2 separate regions of the Anas platyrhynchos genome follow, and region 2 is linked to region 1. A link is a contact called in public Hi-C data. All regions are on one chromosome and are shown on one strand. The core of a region is the stretch at or near the end of the contact, and the rest is flanking DNA. Distances in the headings are between cores, read along the strand shown.

Region 1 (5,939 bases), core at 1,427-3,926:
CATCCATGACGTGTCAGAATCCATCACTGCTTTTGATGGGACATGGTTAGAGACACAAAAACAGAATGATTTTGTACTGAAGGTCCACTGTCAACAAAGACTGACTTTTGTTGTTAGAACAGTTGGTCTCTAATAGCACTTAAAGTACTGTGAAGTGTAATTCTGCAAAAAATAGTATCAAGTTTGCATTTCAATAAAATGGCTCAGCTAAACACAGCCTGATTCTAATGCAAGTCCAACATTTGCACAGTAGGAGAGAAAGCAGCTGATCAAAATTTACCTTACAGAGAATTTTGGAAAATATCTGAGACTTTTTTGCCTTTCAAATGTACAGTTTTACCTGATTTCACCCTGGCACTGTCCTTCTCAGTTGTAATCAAACCCCCCCAAAAAAATCATAGCCTACTTCTTCTAAAGAAGGTCATCACCAGTGAGTTCTGTACGAATGTAACTATGTGCATGCAATTTTATTTATGAGCAAAAGTTGCATAAAGGGTGTCTTGCTCGAGCACAGCTCATTCATTCACACAGGTGCCCACATACTGCTTAGGAAAAATGCAAGAGGATATATATGTATATATATCCTGTAGTCCTGTATGAGGCATCTGCCTGACAGTCTGATCCAATTCATTCAAAACCCTAATAAAAACAATAACCATCACCAGTGGAAAACAAATCTTTAGTGTAGGTGGTGGTGGATAACTTATATCTAATATATAATAATAGTACGTATGTATCTTTATATATATATATATATACACATATATACACGTTTTAGTACAGGAAAGCTAAGCAAGTAGAACATAAATGAAGAACTTATCGTGTTTGATTCGCGCAGTACGGTACCTCCACAGATGAGGCAGATGGCACTAAGGAGACCGGTTTCTGTATCATCCATTTCCAAAGGCAGGAGCTGGTTGGCAAACGTGAACACGAGGTCGGTCAGTGGGCCAAATCCAGCATTGTGCATCTGAGTTCGGTTTAGGGTAAGGCCATCTGAAAAGGTCATGGTGTCTTGTTCTGGCGTGTATCTTGTGCAAATTCTAAGGATCTGCGGAAGGATAAAAATGAAATCTGAAGAATTCAGCCCTCGAGAGGTTTGCTGCTTTCTCCCAGTGCGGCAAATTACCCAAGGAGCTGAAGCACACGTTCATGTCAAAGCGACCTGAAATCCAACTCCAGCATGTTCAGTTCCAGTAACACAAAATTTCTCTAGTACAACAGAAATAAATACTTCATAAACTATGATTAGTCTTTTATGGCAGAAATTGGTCACTTCCAAATTCACCCTCTAGTTATGAAGTAATCAAACCTTGCATGCAGTTCCCATGACTAACTCGCCAACATTACCATGACAATCACAGAAAGTGCTTGTTAATCAGTATGCTGTACACACCTACCTGTGGGACGTTATTGCACTGCTGCTCTGGTCCCAGCAAGACCATGAAAATGTCTCACCTTTTCAAACACACACGCTATTTCATCGATTTGGGGGATCAATTTTGCGTGACAGTGCCTCTCTGGGCTGTGTCTTGGTAAGGACAAACTCCCCCCTCTGCCTTGAGTGAGCACAGAGAGCTTCGAGGTGGTGAAAGAGGCAGCTCGTACCTTGTGCTCGGGGGTTCCTTCATTTCTGCCCTGAGAGCAAACCACGGAAAGCACTAACACAGCCAGGTGTGCAGCAAGTGAACAAGTGCTCAGTTGGAGCAAGGACAAAATGGAAAAGCAGCCAAACAAGCAAAGGCACAGGAGGTAATTCCCAGTCATCACCAACTTGAATAAAACACCATCCCTGCCTGCTGCATCGTTCCCTGTCCCCTAGTGCCTCCCGCGTGCCAGCAGGCTGCTGGGCTCTCCTGCAGATGGGTGCAGGAGCCAGGAAGTGCTGCTGCACACCCAGGCAGGACATCTGCTAGAGCGCAGCAGTACTGCTTGCTCAGAAATACCAGCCTACTTCCCTCACGGCTCTTTTAACTCAAAACAAGCCTGACTTCAGGCCACTGTATGGTCAGTTTTTGTCAGATGCTGACACCGTAGCTATACGCTGGTTAAAATAATCTCCACACACATTTGTGCTTTGCCCGTTTCCTCTCCACTGCTCGGGATCGCATTGGGCTTGCCCCGGGTGCCACCTCGAGATGGAGAGATCCTCTCTGCTGACTGCAGCTGCGAGGCCACTGCTCATCTTATCCTTCCCAGGCGGCAGGACAAGGTGACCTGTGAGTCAGAAGTCCTTGCTGCTCTTCGTCCACTTCCTTCCCTTAAGCACCTTCTCACCACCTCCCCGTCCCGCTGGCAGGAGGACAGGGAGGTGCAGGACAGGACTTCCATCCTGTGGCACACCCATGTAACATATCTCAGTGCCTCATGTTTCGAAAACCAGAGGTGGGAGAAGGCTTACCACCAAATGCAACCAAACCAAGCCAATCCAAGCCGAAATCTTGCGAAGTCCAGCTGATTAGCTGAGGCTGCGGCCCTGTTTCTCCAGGGCCCGGCTGCGTTTATGTCCCATGCAGTCATCTCACTTTGTTTTAAGGATTCGACTGCACAGATTTACACAAATGTAACTGAGCACAGGGAGAATTTTAATTACTTCTCTGACTACCCGGGCTCTGAGTCAGAGGCCCCCGCCGCTTGGCAGCTGACCAGGCTGGGGCTGGCTCTCCCACTTTCATCTTTGCCTGGCAACACTGCCCCAAATAAGCAGGGAGGAGAGCGAGGAGGATACGGCATGTGAGAGACCTACTGGGAAGCTCTTATTTCTCTTTTAAAATTCCTTGGTAAGAGACTTAATGGGGCGTATTTCTGCAGAAGGCTCTTGAGCTGCTTTCCATCTGAGTAATACCCTTATCTCACGTGGTGGGTACACGCCGAAGCACCGGGACTCTCTGTGGTTGGCCAGATGTGTTTTACATCGTTCCCCTGCCCCCAAATTGGAATAAACTCTTGAACTCATTCGCATCAATGACCAAGAGTGGCACAAATACGAACGCGCACACTCAGGTTCTTCACTAACCACAAATCCCCTCTAATATAAGTGATCTGAAAAGGCTGATGGTAACGCCAAAGGTTTTGGGTAATCACCAAAGTGTGTTTGAGGATTATCAGCAGGAATCAATGTTACCAAGCATGGCACCCCCTCAATAAAAGAAACCATGTTTGCCATGGTCTATGCTGCCAGTAACCACTGGCAGCTCTCTCCCCTGAAGTTCACCCTTGCCTACACTTTGGTATCTCCAGAAGGCATCCTAAAGAGACACCAGACACAGCAACAGCTTCCAGGGGCCTTGCATAAAGAATCATCAAAACCTACGAGGCCCACAGAATGCAGTTACTGCCAGGCGCAGGCAGCGACAGGGAGGGCTCCTCGCAAAAGGCAGCCTTGAGGCTTCGGTACCGAAATGCTGCTTGAGCCTTTAATTGGATGAGCCTGCAGCGGCTCAGACGGGGCACCCGCACAGCTGAAGCTCAAGCATGTGCTTTCTGCAGCGCACTTAACTTGACTGGAGCAATCAGGTCTCAGGTTTCTGCTGCATTCCTTCTACATTATCCCACAACACACTGTTATTAAACTCTGAGACAGATCATTTAAAATGTTTTCTTTTTCTTTTTCTTTCTTTCTTTTTTTTTTCTTTCTAATTTATGCCCTTCATCAAGATCTGTGAAACGCCATGGATATTGCTGAGTTGCTCTTAAACCTTTCTTGGGCAAACTTCCAGTGTCAAAGTAAAGTTGATTTCAAGCTCATATTCACTGAAGAACATATGGGAAATGTCAGCACTTCAAAATAAGAAATCACTGTATCTTTCTCCATTTTAAACTGTCTAGAAGACATCCTCCTAATGTCCTCAGCGCTGTTCAGATTTTGTAACTAAGCCAAGTATTTGAGCTGTCACTCTGCTCTTAAATGCCACTTGCAGCCATAAATAAGGTTCTTGCCCATGATTAAAGGACCCTTTGTTTTAAAGAACATATCTTCAAGTGTCTATGAGTCAGTCACAAAAAGGCAAAAACAAAAAAAAAAAAAAGAAAAAGAAAAAAAAACACCTCCCTACCGGTCACATGAAACCAGAAATATCCAGAAAGCTGCACTTACAAAATCGTGCTGCCATAAAATTGTTACCTGCTTGAAAGAGATCTGTGAAGGTAAGCCGGGCTTTCTGTAAGAAATCCTGTTTCTCCACGTTGGCTGCCTGAGCCGGGTGGGACGGTTTCCCAAGCAGGTGACCTGTGGCGGGGCAGCAGGTGAACAAAGCTCCCCGCCGCTCCGTGCCCATCAGCACAGGTTACTCCGTGTTTTCGTGCAGGATTTTACAACAGAAGTTTAAAAATGACATTACAAGGGATGAGCATTCAAGGGCTTAGGGCTTTATCCATCAGATTTAAGGGAGACTGAGCTCTGGACTCCTTCCACATTCGCCTTGCCAGAACAAAACGAGGCTGCTGGTGCTCCCGCTGCGGGGCCAGCGGACGAGCAGACAGAAGCAGTCACTTTTACGAGGGTTACTGACTGAATTTTAGTAATATTTACCCCCGAAACCTTTGGCTCCAGAGCAAACATAAATTCCACCGTTCTCAATTGGCGCCTTCAACTATCTTGTGAGGCCTGATGCTACTTCCCTTCCAGAATTTTTGTTTGTTTGTATATAAAACGATTCCTTGACCCAAATCCAATAGAGCTTATTAAGTTCCTGGCAGCGGCTCCTCTGTCGGGGTGTCAGGACTTTTCGGCATCGAAGGCTGCAAGATCCAACCAAGCCCTTGACGAGGCTTATAAACGCTTACGATTCGCCCTGGTGCAGGCTGAGGCAATGAGACCCTGACCCTAAACAGGGGTGCAGGACGGGGTGGCTGCAGAAAGGCACCTGCAGCACACACAGGGGCTGCCGGCAGGCACTAAGTGCCCGTGCTCACGCTGCGGGCGTACGGCAACACAGAGCACTCAGGATGCTCCTCGTGATTAGGAGAGCCAGCTCGCTGGGGGGGAAGCAGGCAGTATTGAAAACAGTGCTGAAAGTACTGGAATTTAGCTTAAATAAAGATACAGAGCCACACTGCGATTCAGATTATGTGCAGGTGATGTGGGTTTAATGGCTATGGGCATTTCACAGACCGTGCGCGCACGGCACATTACTGTGGCAGTGGTGGTGGTGATTATCCCTTTTTCTTTTTAAGCAGCACATAAAGTAGTCGCATAAAGCTTGTAGAAGTGCCGCACAGGAAAGTTAGGACCCTTCACAGCACACACACCTTACCTGCTCCCGCTTCTGAAAAAGCCTCAGCCCTTCCCTGCTACGGGGAGCTATGGCACTGGCTATGCCTGCCTGCTCAGGTGTGCCACCCCCTCCAGTTTTGTCAAAAATAAAGAAGGGTGGTCAGGAATTGCAGACCTCAGGAAAATTTGTAAGTACAGCTTGAATGCTGACACGTTCCCCTAGAACCGAAGCAGTGAATCATGTTTAAAAAAAAAAAAAAAAAAGAATCAACTCTTTCTATCCATGGATTAGTTGAAATATACTCATCATTTACTACCTGCTTCATTATTAATATTCTTTTTCTGTTCTGGCAACAAAGCTTTTATTTAACCTCCTTGATCAAGGTCTGTGAAGTGCCTTTATCTAGACCTGTACCTTTGTCTATAACTTTATCAGTCTTGTGTTGAGTCATGGGTTGGACTTGACAATCCTCGTAGGCTCCTTCCAACGCTATATGTCCTATGCTTCTGTGAGACTCTTCAGACAAAAATGCCAGCAGAAAAGCTTCCCCTAAATACTTGATAACACCCATCCAGGCTGCATGAGGTAAGCAAGACGCAGAACTATCAGGGGATCCCACACCATGTGGGGGGCCAGGCATGCTCGATGGGGTAAGCTCTAACTGCTCCTGAAAAAGAGCTTCAGGAGCTCACAGGATCCTTTGCAATTACAGAAGTAGAATAT
Region 2 (6,380 bases), core at 184-2,683, 280 kb after region 1:
AGCTGAACACCAGCACAGCTTCCGTGGCATTGGAAGAGCTCACAGCTTCCCCAGGAAGCCTGGCTGGCTTTCACACAGATCAGAGAAACTTGCGCAGGCCACCATGTGTGTAGCAGCAAAAACTGTTTGCAAAGTATATAGTCTCTATTTACAGCCAACAACTTTACTCTTCGCTACAGCATTATTTAGGGAGGAAAAAGAAAAATCTGAAGCCATCAATGAGCATACATTAAGGAAACATACTTCAAAGTGATGTGATCACCATTAGGTTTCAGAATAGGCACTGAAAAATTGAACCAGCTATACATTTCTCAAAGCAGTTGTTAGTAGTTGTTGGTTATTCCAGAAAAAAACTTTTTTACATGCAACTTCAAAAACATAAAAGCTCACTTATTTTTTCTAAACAAACTCCCGCTCCCTGTGGTTAAGAATCTAAGCAAGTCAAATAAACAAAACAAACCAAATTGGCATTTGACATATCACTTTTAAGAGTGAGCTGTGACAACTCACTAATGATTTCAGCCAAAGAAAATAACAGGGCGACATATAAAGGTAGAAAAGCAAGGAATTTGGAGATATGGATGAAACACTGAGCTGGGATAAACAGGTAAAACCATCTTCAGTGAACACCATTGCTCAGATCAGCTCCAAACCCATCCCTTTTGATGCTCTGCACCTTTTATTGTTAGGTGTATCCATCCTTAAAAAACTGTAAGCTGCTCTAAACGTGTGAACAAAATGTATGTTGACATAAAATTTATTTTGAATCTTAGACTGAGCCCCAAATGTGCAACATTTGCCTACAGTGAAAGCTTCACAAAGCTGGAAAACTGACAGTTGTGAAAGGAATCAAATGTGTTAACAGGTATTGAAGAGAAACTTAACCATTGCATTCCACGTACATTAAAAAAAAGGCAGGCCAAGGCCACGAGCATGTGGGAAGGAAGAGTAGAGGGAGGATCTGCTGGACTGAGCTGGCAGCTGCAGAGGGACTACATGTTTGCAATGTCATCATCAATGAGTTTCGTAACAGGTATATAAGAAAGGGCATCAAGGCCACTGGGAAAAACAAACAACAACAACAAACAAACAAACAAAAAACCTGAGAAACAAAACAGCTAGAGATGAGGAAAAAAAAAAATCTGCAGTTTTCCTTAAAGCAACAAAGTACGTGGGCCTTCCTTACTCTTTTAGCTAATTCAAGTTACTCATTTATTTTATTCAAATCCTCCTTGCAGCTTGCTGGCTGCTGAAACCTCCATGTGATCTGTCTCTCACAAGTTTCAAAGGTGGAAGACGGAATGTGTTAAGATGATGTTTTAACTTGTCCAGACAATTCAAATTTTTCTAAAATGACTAGCAGTGTTCTATCCAAGGGCTGTACAACAGCTGAATATGAAAGCTGGTTTGCTGTGACAAGAAATGGAACAGACCCAAGATGTTCAACTCATACTTAATAATTACTCATTGCTGACTAAATGAGAGCAATTGTGTGGTAAGGTGCCATAACCTTACAGTACTTTCAATCCTGCATCTTGGCGCATGCAAAGGTTTGTTCTTCCTCCTCTCCTCAGCCCTTCCCTATTTTCAGGTCTTGACTTTCACCTCTTAGGCTGCATGGTATTAAAATTATTAAAAGGAATGATAGAATAGGAGACAAACATACAATTTATCATAATTCTGAAACCTCTCCCAGTTCTAATTTTTCCTAGTATCTATACAGCAAAATCTGCCTCTGCTCAAAGATGAGAGTTAATGGACAATTGGGAAGGCATGTTGAACTGAGGTCACAGAATTAAATATTATTTAAAAGCACAATACGCAGTGACACAAATGACATTTTTGCTGAGAAACAGCAACATTAGCCTCAGAGTAAATGAATGATGTGCATCCTTCCTACAGTTAGACCGTTCCTTTAATAGAGACAAATCATGAAAAAGGATGCAAAGACTTTTAAACACAAAGGAGATTACAACTTAAAACCTTAAGACAAATTTTCACTTTTATTAAGGTTATTTTACATCACTGAAGTAGAAGAAAGGAATTGTTAAGACCTTTACACTGTCAAGATATCAAGAGTAGAATGAAACACCTTTAATACAAGTGAGAGAACCAGACCTAAGCAAAGTGTCTAATCTGGGGAAAATATTATAAATATAATGTATTATTATATTATCTATTACTATTTAATATCTTACGATGTTATATATATATCATTCATCCACATATATAAAGACATATTTATTCACCCATATATATTTATGTGTGTGTGTGTGTGTGTGTGTGTGTGTGTGTGTGTGCTGTGTTTTATATACGGATGAATAACATGCTCAGGGTGCAGACAGCCAGTAACTGTCTTAGTTCCTCTCCTAAAACATGAACGTTTTTTCAGATTTCACTCTGAAATCTAAAGAGGACCAGAATGTTGAGTAACCCTGAATGTCGATGCTTTAAGTAATTTGAAATAAACATATGAAATTGTATTCTTATGTTTTCTAACATAGCACTAAAGATAAAGGAGCTTGTTTAGCTCAGTTTACTTCCTTCTTGCAAACATACAGCCTTTTAATTAATCATTTCCCATTATTAAAGAGCTTTCATATATCTGACATGCAAATCGCTAGACATTTTGGCATGGCCCAGTCCACATGACAATCATTATTTAATTAGCTGTGTTACTGCTTATTTCAGAATATACAAGGTCACTCACTCCTCTGATCATATATATAAATCATTACACAAATTCATTCCATTTAGATAACCACAAACCACCTCATAACATCTTAAATATTTAACTAAAGAACATGGAAAATTTTTTTTAAAAAACAGTACTCAGATTATGATAATTCAAAAGATGCCTGTCAGTGTAATGGGAAAGTAGTTTTAATATTCACAACAGCACCAACACAAGGGATTTTTCAACAAACATTAATTTTGAAATTCTCAGGAAATTCAGGGCACTCTTTGGTGCTGAAAATAATCTTGAATGCTCATTTACAGAAATTAACTTCACCCCTACTGTGCCATAAAGCTCCATAAACCTGATTTTGCACCGGTGACTTCAGGTATCAGGCCAAACTGAATACATGCATAGAATCACAGAATATCCCGAGTTGGAAGGGACCCACAAGGATCATCAAGTCCAACTCCTGGCACTGCACAGGTCTACCCAAAATTCAGACCATGTGACTAAGTGCACAGTCCAAACGCTTCTTAAACCCCACCAGGCTTGGTGCAGTGACTGCTTCCCTTGGGGGCCTGTTCCAGTGTGTGACCACCCTCTCAATGAAGAACCCCTTCCTGATGTCCAGCCTAAACCTCCCTGGCCTCAGCTTGACACCATTCCCGTGGGTCCTATCTATCACTGGTCACTAAAGAGAACTGATCAGCACCTGCCCCTACACTCCGCCTCATAAGGAAGCCGTAGGCTGCGATGAGGTCTCCCCTCAGCCTCCTCTTCTCCAGGCTGAACAGGCCCTGTACCCTCAGCCACTGCTCAGACGTCTTCCCTTCTATGTCCTTCACCATCTTCGTCACCCTCCTCTGGGCACTCTCCAACAGTTTTACATTCTTTTTGTGCTGTGGTGCCCAGAACTGCACACAGTACTCGAGGTGAGGCGTGAAAATAACTGAATGGTTTTCCAGGCCAAAAAAACAAACAGCTTTCTGCTAATGTTTTCCATTTTCAGTAACGGAAGTTTTATTATTAACAAGCAAGAAGAAGCTGTGTGTACTCTACGCAACCTAAAGTTTCAGTGAGCAGAAGCACATCCCAGAAATACCGGCAGCAAAATGACATGCAACAAAAAAATCCAGGGGCTCCTCAATGTCAGCGGCAGCCTGAACATTTCAAATCACCTTGCGCTGTCTTGTTACCTACCCTGACAGCACATGCAAAAAGTAAGGAAAGCACAAACAGTGCTTCACAGATGTAATGCACCCCATCAAATGAAGTGAGGTGCCACAGGGCACACAGGCAACATTTTTCAGAGCATCCTCATGTTACGGTTTGCTTCAAAAAGCAGTTCAGTCCCTTTCCAGAGCTCACAATCACCACCTGAAAGCACACAGACTATATATTATGATCATCTGACATAGAACTGTGTTTTACAATCACAAATGGCACTACATTTTCTAGAGGAATTTAGGCAGCACTGAGCGGACAGATCTGTAGAGGAAACAAAAGCTCCTTGAGAAACACCGCCACCTTTATTTCCCTTCCTGTCTTACCCTCTTTTGGTGAGTCTGGTGTCTCACCTGCCTCACCTGTGAACTTCTAAAGCTTTCCCAAGCAAGACTCATGTCCTAAGAAGGTTCTGCTACTTCTCAGCCTGTTTAAAATATATATATATATATCTGGACCCTTTAGGCTTGCAGTACCCTATCATGAAAAGTCACTTTGATGTGGCCACAGCCATGGGAGCACTCAGATACCTACTTTGCTAGGTTTTCCATTAGTTCTGTTAAAACCAACGAAGAACACATGAGTTTAAAATCATTTTCATATGTACATGTTCTTGAACGGGATCGATATTCCTACTGCAACATCACCCTTACAACTTATTTCCAGTTCTTCACGCAGTTCTTATTTCTGGCATAATACACAATTTCTTTTTCAGCAAATAGCATAAGTATTTGCAACATCTTTCACTGAAATTTCCTCTGAAACCAAAAAACAAACTCAAACTGCCTCCCCGGTATTTTTATTAAGAAAAATGTAAGTTGTTGGAAGGGAAATTCTCAGTGATATCCCCGAGTTCCTTTAACGTGCTGTTGCATGCCATTAAAAAAGTTATGCAAGATGGATTTGTCTATTCATGAAGAACAGAGTTTTCAAAAAGCATTAAGTAACTTTTGGTTTTGTTTTTATTTTTACAGCGTTGCAATGTTGTACTAAAAGGCTTATTACCATTCAAACACAAAACAGGATCCCACAGATACGCTACAGCCTCTTCAGTCAACACGGAGTAAGCAAAAGCAATGTTATGCCTTAAATACACCCTGTAAGATGAGACGGGAATTACTGCACTTACCAGGAAGATCTGTCAGAGATGTATTTCCCAGTGCATTTCCACTCCCTCTGAAGCACAGCCCTCACTACTCTTCCTGCTCCACAGCCGGAGGGGCTGGTCAGCAGTGACGTGCCGTGGAAAACTATCCAACTAAACCATCCGAGGTCTGAGCCAGCAGAAAACCAGCACGGCACGCTGCCTTTTGCAATACTACTGGCCCACCTCATCAAGCAGAGCTGAATTTCGCAAGTCTCAATAAATGCAACAGCATAAACAATATCCCCTGGTAATACAATGACTGCAGAAGTAACATCATTTACCATTGTGCTCATTGTGCTTTGCAAAGGGAACTGCTTTGGAGCAGCAGGAGGCTTTTTTCCTATACATATATATTTTAAAAGTCTTCCTTGATTGGCTCTTTGATCCTAATGAAAGGCTCTATTCTATCCTCAGTGTGAGAACAGCTTCCCTTAACACCAAAAGAAGTTACACATGCACAGGGGAGAACGTTCACCATAATCTCTTGCAGTGACATCCTTCCATTTTTACAGCTTTCCACCCACAATCACCTTCTGAGGAGAAAATCACCCTACATGTTTAAAAGTGAAAGGAAGACGGTGTTTCTAAAGGATGTTACTTCAAAAAGCATGCTGCTAAGCTGGTCAACCCCAGGGTCTAGGTCTAGCCACATCATCTCAGCAGCAAGTCACATTTGGTAAGTATTTATGAACACATGGACAGGAAACAGGAGCTTACAACTAGAGTCAGACCTGGCTTTCAAAACCCAGATCTCACACTGAATAAGCAGAAAAATTATGCATCACCTAACTTGCCCTTATTTTCAAGATGGAAATGGTGTGTGTGTTTAAGGCAGTTCCACCTTGTGTGAATGTAAAATCCTCCCACACACAAAGAGCTACAACCCCAGAACACTGATGAAAAGCTATGAAGGAATATTGGGGAACTTTGCGTTAAGGAAGGACACACCTCTACTTCCACCCTCAGCAAATTTCCATAAAGCTTTGGTGCAATCACTTGTTTGTGACTCCACTGGTTTTTCCTCATGAAAAGAAAATCAGATTCTTCTGTATGAGCATCGCAGCTTCCAAATAAAGGGAGCTGCGGCTGAAATGCTGATTACCCAGAAGAAACCATAACAAAAGCAAATGCAATAAACTGTAACTACGCACTACACAATATATGCAGTTTCACTACAAACGCAGCCCGAGCCACGAGAACAGGGATGTCTTCTGAGTCCCATTACATATAGGAAGGATAAGGATATTTATGAATGGGCAGCAGCTGCTTGTGCTCGCTGCCCTGGGAGAAGCATATATATGTATATTCATAACAGCTACTGGACTTGAA

What was found. Hi-C and Micro-C count contacts between places; a contact is called where the count stands out from the background.
Region 2: a contact with region 1 is called in a Hi-C map of skeletal muscle, with 2.3 times the contacts expected there. The contact joins two enhancer-like sites. A contact is called at or near these places in 3 of 8 Hi-C or Micro-C datasets (F1 follicle, skeletal muscle and subcutaneous adipose tissue).

What each region holds. Positions count from the first base shown.
Region 1 is chr2:119,096,370-119,102,308 of IASCAAS_PekinDuck_T2T, forward strand. RARB (retinoic acid receptor beta) reads right to left here. Exons shown (of 10, transcript XM_072033461.1): 8 at 847-1,051. Among named protein-coding and RNA genes, the nearest start is that of TOP2B, 70 kb to the left of the region's middle. Within about 2 kb of position 2,677, at least 1 of the 8 cell types and tissues checked has an H3K27ac peak or open chromatin away from gene starts, as enhancers often do.
Region 2 is chr2:119,381,333-119,387,712 of IASCAAS_PekinDuck_T2T, forward strand. The region is part of intron 2 of RARB (retinoic acid receptor beta); the gene reads right to left. Among named protein-coding and RNA genes, the nearest start is that of RARB, 28 kb to the right of the region's middle. Within about 2 kb of position 1,434, at least 1 of the 8 cell types and tissues checked has an H3K27ac peak or open chromatin away from gene starts, as enhancers often do.